2 separate regions of the Mus musculus genome follow, and region 1 is linked to region 2. The links are chromatin contacts, called in public HiChIP or PLAC-seq maps. All regions are on one chromosome and are shown on one strand. The core of a region is the stretch at or near the end of the contact, and the rest is flanking DNA. Distances in the headings are between cores, read along the strand shown.

The links. HiChIP or PLAC-seq counts read pairs in DNA pulled down with a chosen protein or histone mark.
Region 1: an H3K4me3 HiChIP or PLAC-seq map of the SCID.adh cell line shows a contact between it and region 2, with 16 read pairs. The contact joins the enhancer-like site here to the promoter of Ambra1 in region 2. A contact is called at or near these places in 4 of 39 promoter capture datasets (3T3-L1-derived adipocytes, HPC-7-derived erythroid cells, embryonic stem cells and 1 more), 6 of 484 Hi-C or Micro-C datasets (cerebellum, cortical neurons, cumulus cells and 3 more), 5 of 115 datasets of contacts at active chromatin or transcription factors (the SCID.adh cell line, cardiomyocytes and embryonic stem cells) and 3 of 9 other capture datasets (adipose tissue, liver and pancreatic islet).

Annotation. Positions count from the first base shown.
Region 1 is chr2:91,771,813-91,777,959 of GRCm38.p6, reverse strand. Ambra1 (autophagy/beclin 1 regulator 1) reads right to left here. Exons shown (of 18, transcript NM_172669.3): 7 at 4,213-5,669. Among named protein-coding and RNA genes, the nearest start is that of Ambra1, 45 kb to the right of the region's middle. Within about 2 kb of position 4,584, at least 25 of the 459 cell types and tissues checked have an H3K27ac peak or open chromatin away from gene starts, as enhancers often do. A contact at or near this core is called in the SCID.adh cell line, where this site is marked.
Region 2 is chr2:91,726,419-91,732,616 of GRCm38.p6, reverse strand. It overlaps Ambra1 (autophagy/beclin 1 regulator 1), which reads right to left and starts at 2,479. Exons shown (of 18, transcript NM_172669.3): 1 at 2,238-2,479.

The sequences.
Region 1 (6,147 bases), core at 3,335-5,834, 43 kb before region 2:
AAATATTAAAACAAAAATTCCTGATAAACCCTTAAGATTTCTAGGGCTTTAAAAGCCTGCTCAAGGACCAGCAAGATATTTCAGTTGGTAAAAGTGCTTCCAATCCTGAGAGCCTGGGTTCATTGCCAGGACCAAGAGGGTAGAAGGAGAGAACCAACTCCCAAAAATTGCCCTCTGGCTTTTATATGTGTGCTATGGCACATATACAACACAACCTCCACATATATACCATAATGAATAAGTATAATAAAAATATTAAGCCAGGCATTGTAGCACATACCTATGTTTAAGACTAGCCTGGGTTTCAAAGCAAGCCCATGTCTCAAAACATTTTTTTTTTGAAGAGGGTTATCAATGGTAATGTCAAGATGGCTCAATGGGTAAAACCATTTTTTGTAGCCTGATTTCAATAGCTGGAACTCATAGGAAGGTAGAAAGAAAATGGACTCCATAGAGTTGTCCTCTGACCTCCACACATTGCACGTGGCATGTAAGTGCAGCATTTTAATTTTTAAAAATTATAATTAATATTTTATGGGGACAATATGGTAGTTACTAGTCATATCCATCTACTTATATTTAAAGTAATAAAAATTCCAATTAGTTCCTCAGATACTAACAGCCACACTTCAGTTACTCAGTGGTCATGTGTACTCAGAGCTATTATGGTTGCAAGCACAGATACAGAACATTTCCATCAACACAAAGTTTCACTGCATAGCCTTGTTTCTAGAAACCATGAAGTATTTACAGACAAAAATACACACAATGTGGGTTGAGGTAGTGAATAGCAATACAGATAAAAGAAGGGAAGACAAAAAACAAAACAAAATGGCAGCTAGCTAATGACTGATGATTTTTTTAATGTAAAGTGATGGATACAGGAATTTATTTATTATTCTTTTCATTTTTATGTTGGAAGAGTTCCATGATTAAAAAATTAAATGAGGGGGCTGGAGAGATGGCTCAGCTGTTGAGAGTACTGACTGCTCTTCCAGAGGGCCTGAGTTCAAATCCTAGCTCACAGCCATCTGTAATGGGATGCAATGCCTTCTTCTGGTGGGTCTGAAGGGAGCAACAGCATACTCATATATATTAAATAAATAAATCTTTTCAAAATAAAAAAATTAAATAAAAAAATAAACAGAAGTATGTCAATTAAAACTACGGTTATCAGGACAGTGAGATTCTGTCTCCAAAACATCAATAACCAAAGAAAAAAATTACGTTTAAAAATGAAATAAATAAATAAATTTGTTTGTTTGCTTGTTTGTTTGTTTGTTTGTTTGGAATGTAGGTACATTCATACTCATGTGGGTGCATGTGTCCACACCCAGAAGGCAGATGAGCACATTCCAAGCCCTGCCCTACTGCTTTCTACCTTAGTCCTTTGAAACAGGGTTCTCAATGGACTAGGACCTCAGTTTCAGCTAGGCTGGTCAGCAAGCCCCCTAAAATCATGATGCGGTCAGTGGCATAGGTGCCATATGTAGCGCTTGGAATTTGTACTCAAGTCCCCACACTCACTTATGTGTTCTTAGCCACGGAGCCATCTCCCAAGCTCCTATCCTCCTGTACCTTTAAAAGAAATTCTGACTGCTCTAAGGGACTCACTTTTCTTAACTGCAGGGTATGAAATGTAATGCCTATAGTGCACAGAGCTGTTGTAGAAATCAGAAATTAGGTCTGGTGAGATGGCTCAGTGGGTAAGAGCACCTGACTGTTCTTCTGAAGGTTCGGAGTTCAAATCCCAGCAACCACATGGTGGCTCACAACCATCCGTAACAAGATCTGACTCCCTCTTCTGGAGTGTCTGAAGACAGCTACAGTGTACTTACATAAAATAAATAAATAAATCTTTAAAAAGAAAAAGAAAATCAAAAAAATAGATAAATAAATAAATCAGAAATTATGTCACCCAGGATGTCCTATCCCCTGCTTCCAATCACCTCAAAGTGAGAATATGACACATTACACAGTGAGCTCTCATTAACTGGTATCTCTAATGCTCTGTATACAGGGTTTATTTTAAGCCATTTGGGCATTACTCAGAAGGACACCACATGAGAAGTACTATTAAAGATGGGCAAGTGCTGACTAAAGGCTCAGTTATTTTGGAGGCGCAAAATGATAAGCTCCAGTAGTTGAAGATAACCCTTCTCTTGACTGCCTTTAATAAATTCTGAGTGCCAACAACATGCCAGGTACTCTGCTGGATGCAGAAGAACAGAGTCCCAGGCTCCTGATGTGGGCCCTTAAGCAAAGGTAAATATTCCAAGCAAGGAATTCAGAGCTGTTCCCGAGAACTGGCTTCATTCATTCAGGCACAGAAACAACCCAATTACTCTGTCTATTTCTGACGTTCAGTCCACTATTCTGCATGCATTATATATTTTCTCCTTGAGAATGTGCTATTACCCTAAAAGAAAAAGGTCTTTCCTTTTCCAAGTCTTACCAACATTTCATTACTGAACATTATATAACTTTTTTGGGTAATAGCTCCCTTTTATTAAAAATCAAACTAATTTTTTTGTTGGTTTTTTGCTTAGTCTCTATTTTAGTATCAGAAGTACACAAAGAAGCACCAGCTTGGAGATGGTAAGAAGGCTAAGCAGGTTAAAAGTGCTGGCCACCATACCTGATGACCTGATGATCCCAGGATTTTTACAGGGCATTAAAAGATAGTCAATTTCTGAAAACTACCGTCTGACCTCTTATACAAATGTCATGGCACATACACCACCACCCCAATGTACACAATAAATATAGATATGATTTTTTAAAAAAAGATTTATTTATTATTATATGTAACTACACTCTAGCTATCTTTAGACACACCAGAAGAGGGCACTAGATCTCATTACGGATGGTTGTGAGCCACCATGTGGTTGCTAGGATTTGAACTCAGAACCTTCAGAAGAGCAGTCAGTGCTCTAAACAGCTGAGCCATCTCTCCAGCTCCCAGATGTGATTTAAAAAAAAAAAAAGTAGTACTAGATCGTCTACACTTATGACAGATTTCATGTAAATATGTCTTGCCTCCATAGTAAAAGTGTATATTCCAGTGGGCACAATGCCTAGCACAGTGCTGGAAAAACTATAACCATTCCACTAGTGTTTATTGACTAAATGACTGACGAAAGCATCCTCCAAAAATAACAAGTACACGATGTGCACAATCTATATTCCCACCCTAGCTTATGTCAGAAAAATTTCAGTTGCTCAGCAGAGGATATAATGTACAGCAATATGCTGTTTGGCTCCAGTATTCTGGGAATTGGTGATTATGCTAGATTTGACCTTTACATAATCACTGAAAGAAGCCCCTAATAAATCAAGATAGCAGTGCACATAGCCATTCATGGAACACGTGTTGGGTAGTTTATTATCCTACTCTGTTTCCCTCATGAGAGCTCTCTCCGATGACAATTCTTGTGCGGAGAGGCCTTGCTTCCATGAATTCTTTTCTCCCATCCCAAGATAATATTAACCTGGAAGATCCATTCAAAGAATTTTGGGTGTGATACAGGCTTTGAGTTTAATTTCTACCACCATCAAAACTAAACCAAACCCAACAAACAAACAAACAAACAAACACCCTAGATGAGTAGCCCAGAGACTATCGAAAAACACAAGTTTGGTAAATTAAAAAAAAAAAAAAAAAAAAAAAAAAAAAAGCAAAAAAAGCAAAACACTTTCCTATGGAATTCTTCACCTATTAATTGAACTAGAGTTGTTAAAAAATATATATATTCAAAAAATATCTAGCACAAAATGCTGAACAAAATATCTGTCCCCACTGTAGGTCTTTTTAAAAATTCTCACTATAAATAGTCCTTTGGAACACAGTCTTATCTCAACAAGTAGTCCTATATCTATGATATTTCAAAGTCAAAAGTCAAGGCAAAAAAAAAAAAACCCCAATGATTATATCTCCTCATGCTTCTTTAACCCAATCAACATTTCCCTTTTAAGGCTAAAACCAGAGCTTTGGGCTTAGACAAAAATAAACTAGTACAACAGTTAACTCACAGCACTAGGCCTGATGCTATCTCTGCCATCAAAGAAAGATTTCCCCAAAAAATGCAAGATCAGAACCAGATGCATGGGTCCCAGAGGCTTTATATAAGCCACAACCCTGCTAAGACTGAAGGACGATGGGCATTAAGGAGAAGAGGCGGGGAGGCAGAGCACAGGCCAGCAGCAGCTTACCTCCTGAGGGAGTCTTCCTCAGAGCTTTCTTCAGGCATATCTTGATGTAAGGCCTCCTGTGATACAGTTCCAGATCTGCTGGACTGGGTATAAATGCGTTCCCAGTGGCCTGTCTCCTGGTTAAAGGCCACCCCCACAGTCCTCTCCTCTTGTGAACTAGCAGAGCTGCTCAACTCCAGCCTGCTGGAGCTAGGCATTTGGCCCTCAGTCCGCTCAAGAGGTGGTAGCTGGTTGCCACTTGGTGGCATGCCCTCAAAGGTAGTGGAGACGTGCCAGGAAGAGCTAGCCTCACCAGATGAGTAGTTAGGTGTGGTTCTTTCCCAACGAAGGGTATCATTGTTGAAGGTTAGAAGATTATGGCAAGCACGGCATCGATTAAGGTGGCCCCGAGACAGGTTGGAGTTGTTCTCACTGCTGTGTGGGGTAGGCAGGTGGGAAGGACCTGGTCTCTCAGATTCAATATTATTGTTGAGCATTTCCTGGGCCTGTTGGGTCTGGGGAGTTTCCCCACTCAGGCTCTGATCCAGCTCCTGCAGCCTGTCATACTCCAAAAAGAAGCGTCTCAGGTCACATTGAAGCTCATGGCGAATGCTGCCTGAGTTGTTTTGGCTGGAACCATTCCCTCCATCTGACTCAGTTGCCAACCCTGATGATGGAAAACCCCTCCCTTCTGTGGCTGAAGTATACACAGATGCCTGAGAGCCACCTTCCTGCTGTCTCAGTACAGAAAGCAAACTCACTGAGGAGGCACTGGTCCTCGGTGGGGGCATAGATTCTACCTCAGAACGAGAGTTCAGAGTGAGTACTGTCCGGGTCCACTCAGAACCTGTCAGCCCAGGGGCTAGTTCTCTGTGATACCTAGAAGGGTGGCTAGACAAAGGGCCCCCCAAAGAGCGCCGGGTAGGACCCAGACTGAGGTTGCGGAGCGTGTTGCCCGCAGTGCTGCTCTGGACTGTACTGAAGGCAGACGGCCGGTTCAGGAGGCCCTGGTCCTGCTGCGTTGATGAAGCCTGCTCCGGGGGATGGAAGGGCTCGGTCTGTACAAAAGAAAAGGAAGGGGTAGTAGCTCTGGCAGAAGCAGGGGGGACACTGTCCTGGTGTGGCAAGAGGGAAGGAACTCGAGTGCCAGCACAGCGGCTGCAAAGGCACAGGATCCCAGGGTGCTGGCAGCACTCAACTGTGGTGGGGTAACTGACCCGCTGTCGGAGTCTGATGTAAGCGGAAGTCCTGGGACGCTCCGTGGAGGGCTGAGGGGGAGGCGGTGGGGGTGAGGGGGTAGCAGAATCTTGTACTGTGCTTTGCTCTCCCACCTGGATGCCAGAGGAACGGGAGGACAGCATGTGCAGGAAATTGTGGAGGAGAGGTGTCCGGCGAACTGGCTGTGATTGCAGGAGGGCACGTTGACGGTAATGAGATAACTCTGTTCCATCTATAGGGATTTCTGGTTCGTCATCACCCTGCAACATGGACCAGCAGGACAGAGTAGAGCACAACAGATAGAACCGCCAAACAAATCAAGAGAAACTTAAAGTTGACTGATAATCATCCAAGAAGAACCACCTCCATGGATAAGTAAAACCTCTCTCCCCATAAGGTAATGAAAACTGGCTTCAGATTCAAAACCACCATATGGTATTAAATTATTCATTTCCAATTGGCAACATATCTAAATGGGTACAGCTGGCAAAACAATTATTTAAAAAAGGCATCTCTGTGACATAGAAGCAGTAAGGGAAACAAAAGCAACCAGCCAGGGGCATACGAGTGATAAGCATGATGAAGACAAGTTATTTCCTTTTTATTTTAGATTTATTTGTACTTTACGTCTGAGTGTTTTTGCCTGTATGTATTTATGTGCATCACATACATGTATGGTGTCTATGGAGGTCAGCAGAAGCAATCAGATACCTAGAACTGGAATTCAAATGGCTGGGA
Region 2 (6,198 bases), core at 1,230-3,729:
CCTGGAATATAAGGGATCCTGCCTCAAAAACAGCAACACACAAACAAAAAAAAGCATACAAAAATGAATCAAGTAGCCAGGCAGTGGTGGCTTACACCTTTAATCCCAGCACTTGGGAGGCAGAGGCAGGTGGATTTCTGAGTTCGAGGCCAGCCTGGTCTACAGAGTGAGTTCCAGGACAGCCAGGGCTACTCAGAGAAACCCTGTCTAAAAAAAAACAAAAACCAAACAAAAAAAAAAAAACAAAATGGCTCAGATTACTATCAAGCCAGATGACCTGAATTCACTTGGGAACCGTGTGCCAGAGAGAAATGACTCCTGGAAATTGTCCTCTGACATCCATATGCATGCATGGCATGCCCATGTGCAGACAGACACACAGACACACAATCAATCATTCCATCAATCACCTTCATTTAAGTATTACTGATCTCAGGGGTAGGGATGTAGCTCTGTGGAAGAGCACGTGCGTGTGACCTTGGGTTCAAAATTCCCAGCACTTCTAAAGGCGAGAAATAATAATAAACCTCACTGACCTTACACATACATTAAAGGAAAAATTAGAGAAACAATGTAAAATTCTATCATCTTTCTAAAGTTCCTGAAGCATCTTTTTTCTTTTTTTCTTTTTTTTTTCGAGACAGGGTTTCTCTGTATATCCCTGGCTGTCCTGGAACTCACTTTGTAGACCAGGCTGGCCTTGAACTCAGAAATCCGCCTGCCTCTGCCTCCCAAGTGCTGGGATTACAGGCGTGCGCCACCACGCCCGGCCTGAAGCATCTTAAAACTGTGCAGAAACTGATTTTCACAATCTATACACCCTTAAAATCAACTCTCCTATGACTTCTATATAGTGTGGAAACTTACCCAACATCAAACAACCTCCAAGACTTTTTTTTAGGATCAAGACATTTGATTAAATGAAATTAACAAAAACACTTAGACCTTAAGGCCTTGAAAAAGAAAAGAGAGGGCTGGCGAGATGGGTCAGCGGGTAAGAGCACTGACTGCTCTTACAAAGGTCCTGAGTTCAAATCCCAGCAACCACATGGTGGCTCACAACCACCAGTAATGAGATCTGACACCCTCTTCTGGTGTGCCTGAAGACAGCTACAGTATACTTACATATAATAAATAAATCTTTAAAAAAAAAAGAGAGAAACAGTAAAGTTCACAAATGATTCATCTTCAATTATGTTTGAATAATTTCTACACAGACTTTTGAACTCTTGAATAAAATGACTAAATCACTAACCAAATAAAAAAAAGTTTCAAAAGAGATTCCTTGGATTCCCTCCTAGAAAAGACCTCCACAAGACAAGAACCTGAATTCAAAGTCTTAACCATCTTAAGCATCTTCCATCTTGCACTAAGTACTTAACACCATAGCAGAAAGTTTCAGAACAAGCTGAAGAGTGGAATCAGTATTAATCAGAAGTAAAGTGGAAGTAAACAAATTATTTATGAGTAAACAAAACTAAACTATCCTTACTACTTTTGCTAAAACGATACAAACTTCGAAAAAGCAAACCCAGTCAAAAACATCACTTGCTCCCTTAATGTCTGAAGCCTCCAGTAACACAATATATGTTTCTAAGAAAGAAGAGTTCCAAAAAGTCAAATGAGAGACTGTTAAGTAAAAAGTGACCAGTAAAATGGGAGAATTGTGAACTGTTAAAGACAAAAAAAAAAAAAAAAAAAAAAAAAAAAGAACCTTACAGCACATTTAATGATCTGTCGAGGTCACAGGGAAAAGTCACGTCCCCTACCTCAGCCTCGGTTTCCCTACCCCAAAAGACTATAAGTGATATTTCGTTCCTAGGAGCTGGAGGGCCTAGTTTCAATAGCCTCCACCTACTCAAAAGGGCACTCCGAGGCTGAACTCAGTAGGGGTCCCCAGTGCAACTGAGCATGACATCCGGAACCGGAGTTGTAGGAAAGGAGAAAGGGAATAGGGTCTAAGAAAGCCAAGTTCCTACAATCTAGGGGTGACGACACGCGTCCAGGACCCGACATCCCCTCTCTACGGAACCCGGCCGGCAGCTTCAGCATCTCTCCCTCCTTCCGGCTTCTCGCTCAGTTCCGGGCCGCCCTCCGGCCGCGCCCCCGGGCGCAACCCCCTTCACAACGCGCACCCCGGCGGGCCGCGCGCTCGCCCACCGGCCGGCGCTAAGGTCTCCTCCTGCCTTGGGCGGAAGGATGCGGGACCGGGCCTCCCAGGCTCCTCCCGGGCCTACCTGCGAGGAGAGTGAGAGCTCGGCCCGAAAGCCAGCGAGCGCACGGAGCCACGGACGGAAGGCGGGGAGAGGCCGAAGAAAGCGAGGGGTCCGCTCGACCGACCAGCGGAAGAAAGCGGCCAGAGCCCGGGGCCTCCGGGATAACTCAGTCCAGGACCTGGCACAGCCGCCGCCGCTCCGGAGACATCAACCAAGAAGACGCCGCAAAAGATCATCGAACACACGAACGCCCAGACATCAAAGGAAGAGCGCCCCAGCAATCGTTCAAGGCACTGCAGCCGAGTGCCGAAACATTGCTCAGCTCCTGCTGCAAATCCGGCTGCCTTCCTAGGCATAAATAAACAAATCCAGATCATTAAACTATAGCGTAGAGTAGGCTGGGATTCTGCCATTTTCTGTTGGTGACAGAGTGTTAAAGTAATTTAGAGAACTAAATTTTTGAGACAGGAGCACGCTTGTAATCCCTGCTTTTTTTTTTTTTTCCTGGTACTTTTTTTTTTTATTACGTATTTTCCTCAATTACATTTCCAATGCTATCCCAAAAGTCCCCCACACCCTCCCCCCGTAGTCCCTGCATTTTAGGAAAGGAGGCATGAGGATTTGGAGTTCAAAGTCATAGTCAGTTAAGCACAAGGCCAAACTGGACTATATGAGACCTTGGTGGTTTTTTTTTTTTGTTGTTTTTTTGTTTTTTTTTTTTTTTTTTTTTTTTTTTTTGGTTGGTTGGTTGGTTTGGCTAGGTTTTGGTTTTTGTTTTGTTTTTTGAGTGTGTGGTTTTCGAGACAGGGTTTCCCAAGTGCTGGGATTAAAGGCATGCGCCACCAAAGACCTTGTTTTAAGTGAAAAAGGAATTAGCCTTTTGTGAGCACATTGATTGAAGATAAATCATAGCAGAATAAAGCTCGTCTTAATAGTTCAACGACTGCCGTACACTTAGAGACTTCTCACACTACTTGTCCCAGTTGAACAAATGACTTTACCACTTTATTCTTGGTTTCCCCTCAGAGCTGAAGAACAATCGCTATGAATGCTCCAGGTCAGCTTTAGAAGAATATCCAAGAGAAAATGGCACACCTTAATGTGGGAAGGGAAAGTTCCTGTACCTTGTTTTTAAATTTTTATTCTTTGGTTTTGTTTTGCCAGACAAGGCTTCTCTCTGTGTACCCTTGGCTGTCCTGGAACTGGTTCTGTAGACCAGGCTGACCTCCAACTCACAAAGATTTGCCTGCCTCTGCCTCCGGAGTGCTGGGATTAAAGGTGAACACCACAACCTCCCAGCCTATTCTATTCTTTCTCAAAAAAAAAACCACTTACTTCTCTTTTATTTTCTTCCAAGGATCTAAAGCCACAGTCCACAGTGTGCTTTTAGTTAGCTTCGTAGCTAGTTCACTAAATAGTTTTTAGAGACAGGATTTTGTGTGGCACACACACTGGTCTTGAACTCTGTGTATCCAAGAATGGCTTTGAAATTCTGATGTGCTTGCCTTCCTGTTCCACATTTGCAGTGTGCCTGAGGGAGTGTGAGAGACTGCAGTGGAGGCTCACACTCTATAGCTTGGCTGGCTTGGAACTCACTATGAAGCCCACGCTGACCTCAAGCTCACAGCAATCCTTTTGCCTCAAGCTAGTTGAGTGCTGGGATTATAAGCAACCATGCCTGGCTTTTTTTTTTTTTTAAACAGAATCTCACTATGTAATCCATATTACTTCAAAGTCTATCTTCCTCCCTCTGCCTCCTACTTGTTGGAATTACAGGCTTTTACAGACATATTTGATTTGTAGCTGATCCTAACTGTACTGGCCAAACTCCATACTGTACAATCAGTACATTTTATTTCTAGATATTTTTCATGTGATAGGTATTTGCTACTCTTGAGAAAAGGCAATTACAATATTATTGTTTATGATTAGGTCTTCTTGGACATAAGCAAACAAAAATGATACTGTATATCTTTACATCTTTAATCCCAACTTTCTAGAGGCTGAGGCAAGGGAGATTGCAATATGATTGTTTGAGGCCAGCCTTGCCCCCCCCCAAAAAAAGCAAGCAAACAAACAAAAAACTCCAAAAGAGCTACACATGCTAGCCTATGCCTTTAATCTCAGCACTTGGCACTCAGTAAGCACAAGCAAACTGATCTCTGTGAGTTCAAGAGGCCATCCTGCATCCTGATCAACTCAGTGAATACCAGGACAGCTAGGACTATGTTGTGAGATCTTGTTCCTCCTCCCTCCCCCCCTCAAAAAAACCAAAAAAGTCCAAACCTGAAACAAGGTACAAGTTTATTTTTCTGCCATATAAGAAATCCAAAGGGCTGAAGAGATGGCTCAGCAGGTAAGAGCACTGACTGCTCTTCCAAAGGTCATGAGTTCAAATCCCAGCAACCACATGGTGGCTCACAACAATCCTTAATAAGATCTGACGCCCTCTTCTGGTGTGTCTGAAGACAGCTACAGTGTACTTAGCTGAAATGGCTGATATAGTAGAGAATATATACAGTGTATGAAACTGGAACATATGGGATGGGGGCATAGACAGATTATGGCATCAGTTATATGAATTTTGCCATAAGACATTCAATTGAAATTCAGCTATTTCTTCAGAAAGAAGGAGCTCACATAAGGGCACTAGCCCCTGAACTGTCAGGAAAATGAAGAGCCAGCTGTGGCACTGCACACCTTTGATCCCAGCACCAGGCAGGCAGAGGCAGGCTGATCTCTGTGAGTATGAAACCAACTTAGTCTACATTCTGAGTTCTAGACCAGTCAGAGCTACGTAGTACAGAGTACCAGTTTTGGTTTGTTTTCTTTAATGGTTTTGGAAGAAGGTGGGTGAAAATGATGAGGTAGAATTATCAGTTTGTTGGGGGTTTTGATTGTTGTTTTTTTGTTTTTGTTTTTGTTTTGAAACAGGGTTTCTCTGTGTAGCCCTGGCTGTCTTGGGACTCACTCTGTAGACCAGGTTGGTCTCAAACTCAGAGACCACCTGCCTCTACCTACCGAATGCTGGGATCAAACTTAGAACCCATACGAAGTATTGGACAGTGGGGCGAGGAGGTAGAAGTAACAGAAAAATCCCTGTGAGACCTAATATTTAATACAGAGGAAAAGAAAACATATGAATCAGCATGCAGACACAAGCCTGGTATAATCAGGAACTACTCTGCATCTCAACTGTCTGAATTGGGGAACTTTTAAAATAGTGTGTGTGTGTGTGTATACCACATGCTTGCAGGGCCCCTGAAGCTATAGTTACAGATGACTCTGAACCCTCTGATGTGGATGCTGAAAACTACTCTCTCTCTCTCTCTCTCTCTCTCTCTCTCCCTCTCCCTCTCTCTCTCCTATTTCTTAAATGTGTGTGTGTGTGTGTGTGTGTGTGTGTGTGTGTGTGTGTGTGTGTGCTGAGCGTGAGTATGCATGCATGAATGCAGGGACATGAAGAAAGCAGTGGTGTTGATCTGAGTGAGCCAAAGGAGCAAGTATCATCCCTCCATGGTCTCTGCAGCAAGTCCTGCTTGACTTCTGCCTTAGCTCCTATTCATGATAGACTGTAACCTGTAAGATGAAATAAATCCTTTCCCAAGTTGTTTCTGGTCATGGTGTTTATCACAGTAATAGAAAAGCAAACCAGAGACACCAAGAAAGAAAGAGAGGAGGGAGGGAGAAAGAGAGGCTTATTCAGTAGGGAATAGGGCTTCAGTGGGTTTTCTGGGCTTGTGGGTAAAACATAATTTTGGGGGTTTTTGTTTTGTTTTGTTTTGTTTTTGGTTGGTTGGTTGGTTGTTGGTTGGTTTTGGGGACAGGGTTTCTCTGTGTATCCCTGGCTGTCCTAGAACTCACTCTGTAGACTAGGCTGGCCTCAAACTCACAGAGATTCACCTGCCTCTGCCTCTCAAGTGCTGGAACAAAAGGTATCAGGAGCCATCATGCTTTATAGAATGGAAGATGCTCTATGGCT